Regions from separate parts of the Mus musculus genome. Here regions 1, 2 and 3 are each linked to region 4. A link is a contact called in public Hi-C data. All regions are on one chromosome and are shown on one strand. The core of a region is the stretch at or near the end of the contact, and the rest is flanking DNA. Distances in the headings are between cores, read along the strand shown.

Evidence for each region. Hi-C and Micro-C count contacts between places; a contact is called where the count stands out from the background.
Region 1: a contact with region 4 is called in a Hi-C map of uterus, with 4 times the contacts expected there. The contact joins the promoter of Gabbr1 here to the promoter of Ppp2r1a in region 4. A contact is called at or near these places in 2 of 39 promoter capture datasets (cranial neural crest and maxillary cranial neural crest) and 1 of 484 Hi-C or Micro-C datasets (uterus).
Region 2: a contact with region 4 is called in a Hi-C map of rod photoreceptor, with 7 times the contacts expected there. The contact joins the promoter of Mmut here to the promoter of Ppp2r1a in region 4. A contact is called at or near these places in 2 of 484 Hi-C or Micro-C datasets (CD4 T cells and rod photoreceptor).
Region 3: a Hi-C map of uterus shows a contact between it and region 4, with 6 times the contacts expected there. The contact joins the promoter of Trim26 here to the promoter of Ppp2r1a in region 4. A contact is called at or near these places in 1 of 39 promoter capture datasets (maxillary cranial neural crest) and 1 of 484 Hi-C or Micro-C datasets (uterus).

The regions. Positions count from the first base shown.
Region 1 is chr17:37,044,586-37,047,881 of GRCm38.p6, forward strand. Gabbr1 (gamma-aminobutyric acid (GABA) B receptor, 1) reads left to right here and starts at 1,381. Exons shown (of 23, transcript NM_019439.3): 1 at 1,381-1,704; 2 at 2,110-2,191; 3 at 2,869-3,072. The coding sequence starts at 2,110.
Region 2 is chr17:40,932,698-40,936,038 of GRCm38.p6, forward strand. It overlaps Mmut (methylmalonyl-Coenzyme A mutase), which reads left to right and starts at 1,988. Exons shown (of 13, transcript NM_008650.3): 1 at 1,988-2,082. It overlaps Cenpq (centromere protein Q), which reads right to left and starts at 1,877. Exons shown (of 9, transcript NM_031863.4): 1 at 1,686-1,877; 2 at 384-518; 3 at 99-153. The coding sequence starts at 482.
Region 3 is chr17:36,835,466-36,838,777 of GRCm38.p6, forward strand. Trim26 (tripartite motif-containing 26) reads left to right here and starts at 1,681. Exons shown (of 10, transcript NM_001025599.3): 1 at 1,681-1,799; 2 at 2,000-2,107.
Region 4 is chr17:20,943,742-20,946,936 of GRCm38.p6, forward strand. It overlaps Ppp2r1a (protein phosphatase 2, regulatory subunit A, alpha), which reads left to right and starts at 1,713. Exons shown (of 15, transcript NM_016891.3): 1 at 1,713-1,842. The coding sequence starts at 1,765.

The DNA of each region.
Region 1 (3,296 bases), core at 131-2,630, about 16 Mb after region 4:
CCTGTGTAAAAGCTGTCCTCCTGCCAGATAAGAGTTCTCTCTTTATCCAGATTTTCAGAAGTCCCCCAGGACATTCATGTAGGTAAAAACTTGTGTTTAATTATCTGAGCCTAGAACTTAATAGTCTTTTTTTTTTTTTTAATGGTCTGAATATGCAGCGAACTTTCTAGGAATGCAATTACAGTTCTGTGTGAGTTTAGGGAAGCTTGACTTTGCTACCAAGAGTTGCTCAACATTTCCTGAAGTCACTACATTGATGGCAACATGCCGGAGGTAGTTGAGTCACTGGCTATGCACCTGTATCAGTGTGTTGGTAGAAGTTTCATTTCTGTGACTCTAAGGAGAGGTGTAAGCATTTGCCTGCTTCGAGGGAAACGGCACTCACTCTAAAATACTGTTTATGTTGTAGCAAATTGCTATGCTCCTTCTTATAGATGGGGAAATATTTTGTTCTTTTTAGTCACGTGCATAGGGAAGTGATGTAATCTATGATTATTAGTTCGTGGTTTAGGAGTCATTACAAATACTTGTTCTAACATAGGGTTGAAGGTTGAGAGCCTTGGTTCTCCTGGGTCTCATAATACCTGCTTTCCACCCACCTCTCTGGAAGAACTAGCCAGCAAAGGAGTGCCTCCCCCAGCCCCCGCCACACTCCCTTTTTCATCTTTCTGTCCATCAAGTTATGGACAGACAATCGCAATGCAGGAGCTTTGGCTGTCAGACTTCTCTGTCAGGGCCTCCAGTTTACCCTTAGTCAAGAATGGCAGGTCTGGTCCGAGTGTTGATAATACAGGCTCATGCTCACGTAGAGGTTTTCTTTCTTTATGCCCTCTCCTTTCTCCATCTACCTCAGTATCTCTTCTGATGCCCCTGATCTCTTGCTCCCCGCCATAAGCTGGCAAGTAGCCTACTGCTGGACTAACGAGCCACCCGGGGCTCCCAGTTCTAGCTCTTCTATCCTATTTTTCTCCTAGTGCTCCCTCCACCATCGGCTGCCCTTTTGACCCTTGATTCTCCCTTCCCCTTCAAGGTCTGTTCCCCAGGCATATGACGTCTTCCCTCCTTACGCCAGGTCCAGATCTGTCTTCCTTTTGTACAAACACATCCTTTCTTCACCTTCATCCAGGCTCCTTGTCTTTGTGCCAGCTCCTCTGCTTTAGGCTTGGGTCCTATAACCCCCTACAGCCCCCCCTCCTGTCTCCATCAGTCTAGTCTGCGGGTCTCTCGGCAGCTCTTAGTCCCCCGCCTGCATGCGTGGTCGCCTATGTTCCCCTCCATCCTACCTCTACGCCCTCCCGCGCCGTGGGCGGTCTAGGGAGGGGCCGGGATCCGGGGCGGCTCCTGGGGCTCGGGTTGTGGGAGGCGCCCTCTCCGATCTCCCCCTCCCTTCCCCCCGCCCCGTCTTCCCCTGCACCCTCCTTCCTCCCTCCGCCCGAGAGCTTCCCCGGTCCCCGGCGCCGCCTCCTTCCCTCCCGGCACCGTGCTCTCGCGGCCGCCGTCGCCCCGGGGAAGGAGAGACGGGGGTGGGGTTTGCGGGTAGCGATCGCGAAGGGGAGAGACCCCGGCCGGGCTGGAGCCTGGATTCCTGTGGAAGAAGAACAGGGGGAGGGGAAGCTGGAGGACCGGGAGGGAGAACGGGGAGCCGCGGCCGGGCCTGGGCCCTTGAGGCCCGGGGAGAGCCGCGGAGCGGGACCGGCCGCCGAGGTAAGACCGGGGCCCCACGACCGGGGCTTGGCAAGGAGGCCGGTGGACGTAGGGTAGGGCCGGGGGGTGCGTGGGGTTCGGGTGCGAGAGGCGAGTGATGGGGTAGCGGGACCCCTGAGCGTGGGTAAGCTGGGCTAGCGCTAGCCACAGGGGCTGCTGAGAGGAGGTGGAGTCCCGGGAGGGTGGGGGGCCGAGGGAGGCCGGAGGAGGGTGGGGACAGGCGCTCTCTCCTCCTCTCCCCCCCAGCCCGTGCGGCTCCGCCCCCGCCTCCTCCGCGGGGCGCCCTTCGCGTCCCGAACCGCGCGGTTGGAGCCCGTGAGGTGCGCGGAGCGAGACCTGTCCGTCGGCTGGCCCAGGCCGCGGCCGGCGGGCTCCTCCGTGCCCTCACTGTTGCCTTTTCCTCAGATGCTGCTGCTGCTGCTGGTGCCTCTCTTCCTCCGCCCCCTGGGCGCTGGCGGGGCTCAGACCCCCAACGTCACCTCGGAAGGTGCACCCATCTCCGGCGCCCTGGACCTCTTCCACCCCACAGCTCGTTTCCTTGCACGTCTCCTTTCCTCATCACTCTTGCGGCAGGACCTCCCCCCGCCCCCATCCCTGGCATCCTGGTCCGCAGCCACTTCACAACTCCTGACCTCCTTTCTGTCACTCCGCATCACCACCAGCACCCATTTCCTCTACCTCACGTTGCTACACTACACCGTTTTTCTGTGACCCCGAATTATCTCAGCCCCACCTCCCTTTCCGGGCCCCACGTTACTACAGCGCCCCCCTTCCGTAGTCCACCTTGTTGCTTTGATGGGTTTGTGTGGTCCTTGTTCAGTGGGTTTGTGTGGTCCTCACCGGTATTCTCCTTCGGCCCTGTCCCTCATTTAAACCACCGAACATTATAGCCCTTAGGATTTCTTCTTAGATATTTGTCTCCATTATACTTCTTAACCGGTGGACTCTCGCACCAGCTTTAGCCCTAACCCACGACGCTGGGTTCTGCAGCTTGGGGTTCTTAACTGTTCCCACTCCCAGCTTCCAGTCGTGTGTCCCGTGTGCCCCTCCTTTTCTGTCCCCCTGCCCCAACCCCACCATTGACCACGCCCTGCTCTTCCCCCTTCCACTGCGCGCTGCCTTCCCGCTCCCACGGTTCCCCTGTGCCTCCCCATTCCCTCTCAGGTTGCCAGATTATACATCCGCCCTGGGAAGGTGGCATCAGGTACCGTGGCTTGACTCGCGACCAGGTGAAGGCCATCAATTTCCTGCCTGTGGACTATGAGATTGAATATGTGTGCCGGGGCGAACGCGAGGTGGTGGGGCCCAAGGTGCGCAAGTGCCTGGCCAACGGCTCCTGGACGGATATGGACACACCCAGTCGCTGTGGTGAGTAGCCTGGGAAGCCACCCACCATCCCTGCCCCCTTCCTTCAGGCCCTTCCATTCTCAGTTGCAGACCATCCTTAGTTGTTTTGCAAGTCAGCAATTTAAATCCAGTGGAACCAAATTCACAAATACGTTTAATGAATGAGTACTATGTAGGAGGAGGGGTGTTGCTGTGAGCAGCTAGTGGGAGGAAGCAAGCTAAGCAGCCAGCACATTCACTTCATC
Region 2 (3,341 bases), core at 738-3,237, about 20 Mb after region 4:
TGTTTATGCTCACCTTTTACCATTTCTGAACTCAAAACCAAGATACTGAAACATTTTTCATGAAAAGCAGTAGAAGACACTTTAATACAGAACAATACCTTTAGAGGACAGATGCTTTGCATGACTTCTGTTTCTTTTTGCTGTGTTTCCAACCTAGAGTCATACAAACAAACAACAGATAAAAAGATGGTTTTGCAACACATACTCCATGTATACAAATACTATACCTTCCAGGAGGTAGAAAAAAGTATTGTAGATATGATAAACAAAGAATGCACTAAAGTTTGTGATATGAATTACAATGTGTAGTAAAACTGACTTTTAGCCCTTTGAAGGGAAATAGATATTTCTAATTAAAGAGATCTGAAAGAAAGAGATCTTACCTCATTCTCTGGCAAATCCGCTTCCTTATTGGCTCTTTGTTTCAAACTTCTTTTCACCTGTTGAGGTTTTTTCCTAGAAGCACGTGCTTTACCAGACATTTTCATCTAAACAGTATAATCACAACGATACATAGTCTGCAAAGGTGAAAAATATAATTATAATATAAATATAATTTTTGTTGAAAAGAGTACATAAATTTTTAAAAAATTTATTCTTCTCTCATGCAATACATCTGACCATAGTTTCCTCTCCCACTCCTCAAGTCATGGGTCCCTTTTCTTTCCCCAAACCACTGCTTCTGCGTTTCCTTTCATAAAACAACAGGGCTCCCAGCGACATCAACCAAACATGAGGTAATAAGATGTAATCAGACTAGGCACAAACCATCATATCAAGGCTGGATAATGCAACCCAGAAATGAGGAAAAGGGTCTTCCAAGAGATGGCAAAAGAGCAGGAGATTCTCCTACTCCAACCTTTAGGAATCCCCCCAAAACACCAAGCTAAACAACATATATGGCAGGATGTAATACAGAAAACGCCTACATTGAATCATGAGACAGACATTGTAAGTATCGAAACCAGGGTCATGATTTCTACCTGTTGGGACCACTCAACTTGTGTTAATTTAAAAAAAAAAAAAGAAAGAAAGAAAGAAAGAAAAGAAAAGAAAAATTAAGATAGAAGATAAAAATTCCTTACTGTTCCCAGATCCACAGGAAATCATAGCTTAACAGTGGGTTGGTAGACACCGCTATGACTACAATTATTATGTATGAGATATACTAAATGCAATCAAATGACTTGTGGGCAGCTGTGGGGATATCTTTGGATTAATTAGCCAAGACGAAGAGAAATAAAGTGCTTAAATGAAACCAGCGTAAAGTCGGACGGCGTGACAGCTCAAAGAACATTTTTTTTTTTTTCTTTATGAATCAGCCCGTTCAGACTAGATCGAATCCTTATGGGAGGAGTGGAAAAAGGCGCTCCGCTTCGGTTTGCTTGTTGTTTTCTTGGCCGGTTTACTGAAACTAGTTTAAACCGACTTATCTCAACTTAAGCTGTTCATCTGCGAACCACTAACGAGAGTGAACTTGGGCTACTCTGTCCGTCGCTCCAGGACGAGGTACAGAGATTCAGGAACCAAGACCGGGAGGGTCAGGGGGACTAGAGAGGGAAGATCAATATTTTCACTCCACTCTGGGGTTATCTCAAACAGTTGCCCTAAATGGCAGAGACCTATTCAGACATTAGACATTGCCCCTTAAAAACAAAACAAAACAAAACAAAACGGAGTTTTACCACAAACGCGTGAGGCTCAAATTATCCCCTGGATCTGTCAGCCGCTTTATCGCTTCCTCGACTCTTCACAGTTGCTTCACGGATTCAAAAGGCGCGCTTCTGACTTAATCCGCCCAAACAACCGGAAAAGACGGAGAACTTCCAGGATCTGGGAACCGGAAGCGTCAGTGAGGAACGCAAACACACTTGTGTAGAGAAGGCCGGCCTGCGGAGCGTATGTCTTTACGTCATCAGACGCGCGCCCGCAATGTCCGGATTGGATTGGCTAATCCGAGGGCGGTGTTGGCTACGCCCCCTGATTTGATTGGCTGCCGAGCTCCTGCGGCGAGCGGGTGTGACCCCGGCGTCTGGGTTCGGTTCTGAAGTCCGGGCTTGGTCCGGGTGATCCCCAAACACTGTGAGTAAGCCCGTGCGCTGTGGAGCACGTCAGGCTTGCAGGATTCTTCTCTTATTGGCTTCATCTGCTCCACCTATCTATCTTGCTGTCCTTTCCTTCTTCTTCACGGATTTTCTGTGATAGGAAGCCGCCCCTGCTTGCTCCTGAAATATAGATGGTGACTGACTGGGTTCTCATTTCCCGCCAGGCTGGTGGAATTCGGAGGTCACCGCTGCAAAATGCCTTTCAACAGCGTGCTAGTCTTGTCGCTGTGCGTCCCTGGTTTCCCACGCACGCGCAGAGCAGAGGTTACTTGTTAGAGGTTCACAAGCTCATGTGGTTTCTAGGGTGTTTTTGCTAGAGGTAGTAAGACAGAAAGTTAGGTGACAGAAGGAAAAGATGAAAAGGAAAGGCGCGTCTAACCTGATTTAAAAAACAAAACAAAACACATAGCCTAACTTCTCCGTTTTGCCATTGAGAGCGTGACACATGCGTGTAATTTTCAACCGCCTGCTGATTTTCTTCCAACATAGTTTTGTGCTTAGTTATTTTTTAGGCCAGTCGTTCTCAACCCTCTTAATGCCAAGACCCTTCAGTACAGTGGTGACCCCCAACCATAAAATTATTTTTGTTGCTACATTGTAACTGTAATTTTGACACTTTTATGAATCGTAAATTGAATATTTTTGAAGATGGAGGTTTGCCAAGGAGTTATGACCCACAGGTTGAGAACAGTTGCTTTGGGCTAACAGTTCCTTTATGCTGTTAATTTTCTTGCCTTGTATAGTCACCACCTATGTATATTGAACAGTGTGAGGGGCTAGCTCTTCTGAGGTGTTACTATAACTTTCAAATTAATTACAAAATATTTAGAGAAAGCTCACAACAACAGTAATTGCACAGAGTGCTAGTTTCCACAGACATAATACATCATGTAATTTATGTCCAATAAAGGCTTCCTTTTTCTTTTCTGTGCTGTCATAAATGAATACTCCAGTAAGTTTCAATATGGAATATAGTAGTTCCATTCAATTCATTCGTTTGTTTATATTGTAACACACGTATTCTAACTGTGGATGTTTATGTTTCAGATTCTCTAATGCAAATAAACAGCAGAGAATTCCTATTCTATCTCTCACAATAGAAGCCTTCCCAGAATGGATGTTACCCAGTTTAAGGGGCTAGCATATCTGAGACGTTTCCTGTTTTGAAAGTTTACATTGTAAAGTAATTAGAACAGTATTGCGATGAGTGGCTTATGCGGCTTGTTTGGTGATCCA
Region 3 (3,312 bases), core at 431-2,930, about 16 Mb after region 4:
ATGCATAAATAAATCAAAATAGATTAATGTATGGTGGGTTACCCATTTAGACAGTGAATGAAAAAACAAGTGTTAGTCAACCGAGAGTCACCCACATTTCCAAAACCAAGCTCCCCTATCCCCTGCCCTTCAATCCTCATCATTACTAAAGACCAATGGGACCTGGCTTTTTTTTCACTTTCGCCACTGTCCTGCATTTTCACTATATGCATGTTCCATACCCCATATTATAAAGCCTGCACCATCACAGCCTGCCCTGCTTCTCACTCCACTTCCAATAAATCTTTTTCATGAGCTCTGTTGTGTAATATGATTTTTTTTTTTTTTGGCAGCATTCCTTGGCTCTGACCATCGTTGAGGTACTCCCTGTGACTATTCCTTAAGTATGGAGAAGATTTTTATTGTAGATATAAGGGAAACGCAGGCAGAGTGGGAAGAACCGGTACTGAATATGGGCAGCCTGGTCTACAGAGCGAGTTCCAGGACAGCCAGAGCTACATAGTGAGACTCTGTCTCTAAACAAAACAAAACAAAGCTCCCACCCCCAATATCAACTGAAAGAGCAGGTATCTAGTGATTTTAGGGTGTGCTGAGATCAAAGTCCAGAGCACAGGCATCCAGAACTCCGCTCCACCCCCTACAACAGCTCACAGGAAACTCAAAAGCACTCCCCATATGTTGGTGAAATGTTAGGACTTAGGACTCGGAGCCCTCCTGCAGCTCGGACTACTTCTTTGGAAGTAGCAGGAACTGTGGATTTCCTGCAGAGCAGAAAGCTGTGTGCAAAAAGGGCTTTCAGGCTAGTGGGCGTGGTCGAGTCCTTGGCTGTGGAGCTGCAGGAGGCTCTCAAAGCTCCTGTAGAGGGCCTCAGTACCAGATATTGCAGGTTCTGTAGTTTTTCTCAGTTTTCAACAAATTCCCCCTTCGTAGCCCAGGCTGGTATTGAACTCTAATGCCTCGGTTTCCCTAGCGCCAGGATCTTTAAATGTTTTGCATTTATTTATTTAGCGTAGGTGGAGAGTGCATGTGCTTGTGGAGCTTAGAGGACAACCAGAATAGATGTTCTCATGTCCCATCATGTGGGGGATATGGGATTTGAAAGCCAGTCATCTGATTTGGTGGCAAGCATCTTTACCCACTGAACTATCACTGTGGTGTGGGGTGGAGTGTGGAATGTGTATGTGTGTTTACTTTGTTCTGTACAGCAGGAACAGCACCTGCCTTGTGTAAGGAAGGCTAGTTGTCAAAAATGGTTCATCCTAGCCAGGAGCTTCGAAAATGATATTTGTGATGGATCTTGGAAAAACTTGATAGACTGGTCTGATCTTAGTTAGAGGCAGGCCCTGAGGAGGAAACCCCATCTAAAACCCAGCCCTTGCAGACACCCCAGCCCACCCCTAACCGCAGGGAATCAGAAATGGGGTCTCGAAAGCTATGGGGGCTTCAGCACCCTAACCTACACGAGGCCTCGCGCGACCTCAGCAGCTGGAAGACAACCGTGACGCACTGGCCGCTTCCGATTTCACTTTCCTTTTCTCGGGCCCGGCCGCTTCACCTCTTTGGCCGCTGCCTGGGGATTTGCCCAGTGATCAGTGACGTCAAGAATCCTGAAGTTCCCATTGGAGGATGGAGTTTGGCAAGAGCCAATCCCAGGGCTGGTCCCAGAGAAATCTCGGCGGAGGGCCCGGAGCTCCCGGAGACTGCTGGGCGGGGAGACTGTGGTGCCGGCTGCTTGCTCAGGACCTACCCCGCGGAGCAGCTCCAGGGAGAGGAGTGACCCGGCCCGGAGAGCGGCGCGGGTGAGTGCGGTTTGCACTGGTGAGGAGACGCGGAGGAGCGGCCGCCGTGCGACCCGGGTGGGGACAGCGAAGGCGGCCGCGGGCCCTGGGCAGGGCTAACCAGGCCCGGGCGCGCGGGACGGCGAGCTCGCGTGAGCGCCGCGTCCCCGGCTCGCCTTTGGGCCTTTCGCCCTGAGCTCGCCGTGTTCCTTCCTCCTCAGGTCCAACCCAGACTTACTTCAGTCTCTTCCAGTCCCCAGAGCCAGAAGTGAGCGGGACCCGGATGACGTTCCACCTGGTGGCTTGGAGCCCTGCATGACCAGAAGCAGGTCTTATATTTATGTATCTGTTTATTTTTTTTTTATTTATTTATCCTCAGAGTAAACTGGTTTAGCTAGTTGTACCAAGAGCTGTGCGTTCGTTATCACTGATGATTTTACTACCTAATTAGCTTAGGAAAAGAAAGTATAAACCTGGCTGTGGACTGGTGCACGCCTTTACACCCAGTGCTTGGGAGTTAGAGGCCAGTCTGGTTTACAGACTAAATGAATTCTAGGATAACCAGGGCTACAAAGAGAGCCCCTGTCTTGACCCCCACCCCCACCCCCACCCAAAAAAAAAAAAAAGAAAAGAAAAGAAATGTATGAATTTAACTTTGGGAAGTGAATAGGAGGAGACACTTAACAATTCCCCGTACATTCCAGATTTTGACAACACAACCATTTGTGTGTGTTTCAAAGAAGGGAAGAATGACATGCGCTCGTTCATGCATGCCTGAACCCCTTGTTAGTGAGATGGATTCATGATGCCTAGAGTATTCCTCCCAAGTTAAAACAAACAAACAAACAAACCCATATTTTTCTAAAAGAAAGCTTTCATTAATGCCTTTAAAACTGCAACTTTTAAATTTGATAATGATGACGATGGTGATGACAACGACAGGGTGTCTCCATGTATCCAAAATGGTCTGAAACTGACCATGGCAGCCCAGGTTAGCCTCCTGCCTCGAGTGCTTCGATTACAGAGATTACAGGCATCTGCCCACACTTTTGAATACACTTAATTTTTTTTAGAACAGTTGTACATTTACAGAAAAAATTGAGAAAACAGTGTGTGAAGTGTCTATAACTCCCAACTGATTTCCTTTCATTGACAAATAACACATTATTATTGGCCAAAGTCCACACACTATATTTATTCACCTTTTCCTTTTCACCTTATCCCTCCATATTCTCACCCAGGTTGCTGCACTGCATTGGTTTTTAGATTTGGTTTCAGAGTTTTCAGAGACACTTATGTAATGGATACCTCAGATAATGAACACACGAGGAGAAAGGTTGATTTTGGTTCACAGGCTTAGAAGTTGCAGCATATGACCCATTGGTACCTGTTGATCTGGGCCTACCATGAGGCAGCAGGCACAGAGAGAGCAGTGCGCAGAAGAACAAAACCACTCATGTAATAGGCAGGAAGAGAGGAGAAAGAGATACATCAGCATGCCACAGCCCCCTTCTATGATGCTATCTCAGTGTCC
Region 4 (3,195 bases), core at 463-2,962:
TTTTTTAGTTTTCATAATTCACATAAATTGATTAGAAATGCCAGTAAGCCCATTACCAATCACAACCTAGTACTAATTAATTAAACTTACCCTCTTCTTGTACTTGTTAAGAAATCCAGTGCTTCCTACAATGTTTAACCTAGGGCAGTTCAAAGTAAGACTAGAAAACTTTACTATATCTGAAAGGAGAGGAGACAGGCAAGAGGATGTTTTTTCCAAAAGATCTGTTAAATCAAAAATGGTCCAAGAAGGCACTGTTTGGAATTCCTCTCCATAGCCTCTCCTGAGTTCCCCAGTTTTCTGTTGATTGGTTTCAGAAACACATAAAGTACAGTATAGAAGAGTTCATATAAAGGAAAGAAACTGAAGAATGGCCAGAGAGATCATAAAAGAAAATACACTCACAAAGAATAGACAATGGTACCATTGTGCCAAACTCTTTTAGTGAGGTAGCGTATAAACTGAAGTTTCTAAGCCAGACCATTTGGATTAACTCTTATGGGATGAGGCAATGGTATGGCTGTCTTTTGAGGGTTACACCATAGACCTTTGACTGGCCCGGAGGTCACTATGTAGACCAAGATGATGTCAATCTCAGAAAGATGACAAGTTTTTGCTTCCTGAGTTTCATGATTGAAAGCATGTGCACTTTCACACATGGCTATGCCTTCTGTTCGTTATCACAAGACCAAGTGTTTCCTATTCAGGGCCAGAGATATGTGATCTGCATCATTACTTAGGAACGCCTACTCTCTGTGAGGGGGGGGGGGTTGTTTGTTTGTTTGTTTGTTTATTTCCACTCTCTGTGAGGGTGCTTTCTCAATTTTCTCTCTAATTGGAGAGGAAGAAGGGGGAAGGGAGGAATGGAGGTGTGGGGGGGAGGATGATGGAGGAGGGGAGAGGCGAGGGGAGTCGAAAGGAGAAAACAAAAATCAAGTATAGAAATAGCCACGCTTTAACAACCTTGATAGCATCTAACAACCCCGCTATGCCCACCTTCTTCCCTTTCATATTTTCAACCTTAAGGAGAAAGGATTGTGATAGTTTTATATTCGCCTTCTAAGTGAATCACAGCGCCCAAGCTCATTATGAGGCAGAGGTCCATCCTCAAAAAACTTTCGACCTTGTTCATTTTTTACTAGCTACCTAGAAGCTCCCCGGCAGGATGAAGACTCGCTCTGGCCGCTCTATTTCTTCCGGGTAAGGGGGGTGGGTAATAAAGCCTTGAACGCCAAGAGCCCCAGAACCGCATCCTAGAAACCAAGCAAGGCAAATCTCCCTACTTAGGAGTCCCTCCTTTACAGAGACCGGTATAGCAGAACCAGACAAGCATGTCCTTCATTACGTCACGCATAGCTCCCAAGACTCCAGCTTAAGTCTTCTCCGCCTCTCCCCAAGGGGCCATCTTAGCCACCTCCCACCCTCGACTCTCATTGGCAGCTAGACCTGCTTGTTCCCGTGGTTGCTAGCAGCGACGTAGGCGGGCACAATCTTGGTCACTAAGATACTTCACTTCCGGTTCCTCTCGTCCTTCGGGAAAAACATCTCATTCGTCCGGCCAATGGTGAATGAGAAGTAGGCGGGACTTGGTTGGTTCAGACCAAACAGACGCGAGCTTGTGCGGCAATGGCGGCGGGACGGCCCCTGTAGGGCGGCTCGGGCGCCCCCACGTCCGCTTTGCGTCCTTTCCCCGGCACCGCCCCGCCCGATCCCGGATTCCGCCTGGAGCTCGCTGCTGCCTGATAGAAACGCCAGGGAGCCAAGATGGCAGCTGCCGACGGTGACGATTCGCTCTATCCTATTGCGGTGCTCATAGATGAACTCCGCAATGAGGACGTTCAGGTACGGGGATCCTTCCGTTAGAGTGTGTGGGGGAGATCGGGGACGGGGATCTTCGCGGAATGTGGGAGCGATGGCTCCGGGTTCTCCGGGAGTGGCGGAAAGCAGCGGCAGCCAATCAGAATTCAGGTCTCATCTTTCTTAATAGCAAGGTTCGATGAGATGGCAGCCTTCATTGGGTGCCCGGCCAAGCGGAGGGCAAGCCTCGAGGGTCCTACCTGAGTGCGCGCGGCCGCCCCAGATCTGGGCCTGGGCGGCCCGAGATAGGGTGGCGGTCTTGTTGCCGCCTGCCAGTCGGTGATTGGCGGCGGACTCAGAATGGCTCTTTGTAGAGAATCGGCGGGGGCGCGTGACCTGCTGAGTAGAAACCCTCAGGGGTCCTGGCGACCCGGGTAGAGTTCCCATTGCTTTTAATGTTTTCGTTTTAACTGGAAGGAGTGGGGACTGATATTGGGATTGGGGACTGATACCGAGATTTCTGTCCATTCTTCACCGACCTCCACCTTGTATTTTGGGTTAGCTCTCCTGAAGGAGGAGGAAGGAGGCGGTGAAAGTATCCTCTCCTGAGATTTAACTAGCCGTAGCTGGGGTGGGTAACGTGCACAGACCCACCTGTTCTCCGACCTGGTCCCAAGCCGGCCTGCCAAGAGAGTTGATAGTTCTGGTTCATGGGAGAAGAATGAGCCAGGACCCCAGAGTTGTCGGACTGCTTTGGATTTGAAAAAGAGGTCAGACCTCAAGGCCGCATCCTCTCACCTGAGGATGACCTTGTGTGCACATTATTTCATCGCCCCTGGCTTCTGTTTTCTACAAATAGCGGCTAATAATAGTCCTGGTTTCCCTCGGTGGCCGAGGAAAAGTAGTAAAATGAAACTGGCTGTATGTAAAGGCTCTATAAATGTTAGCAATTATTTTGGGGGTGTGGCTATTGTGGCACTGTGCTACAGCCCTCTGCTTTTCCTTTTATATAGAATTGTTCATGCTGCACTCAGTCACCTTCCTGAACCTGGGCCTATCCTCTAAGTCTTACGTATTTATGTGTGACTCTGGTTCCATTGTTGGCAAGACTGGATTTGTACTCCTGGATCTTGCAATTTTTGCAAATTGACTCAGGCAGTCTGTGTTTCTCTTCTGTTAAATGGGAATAATAATCTGGTTTTGGGTATACTGAATGAATTTATTTGCATATGTTCTGTAAACACATGCAAAGCATGAGGAATGTTATTGGGTCATAAAGGAGACCAGAGCTTGGTATAGTGGTGCATGCATGCTAGCAATCCCAGCACTCAGGAGGCAAAGGCAGTGTCAAGGCTAGCCTGGTGACACTGTATCAAGAAAGAAGCAGTCTGGTTGCTG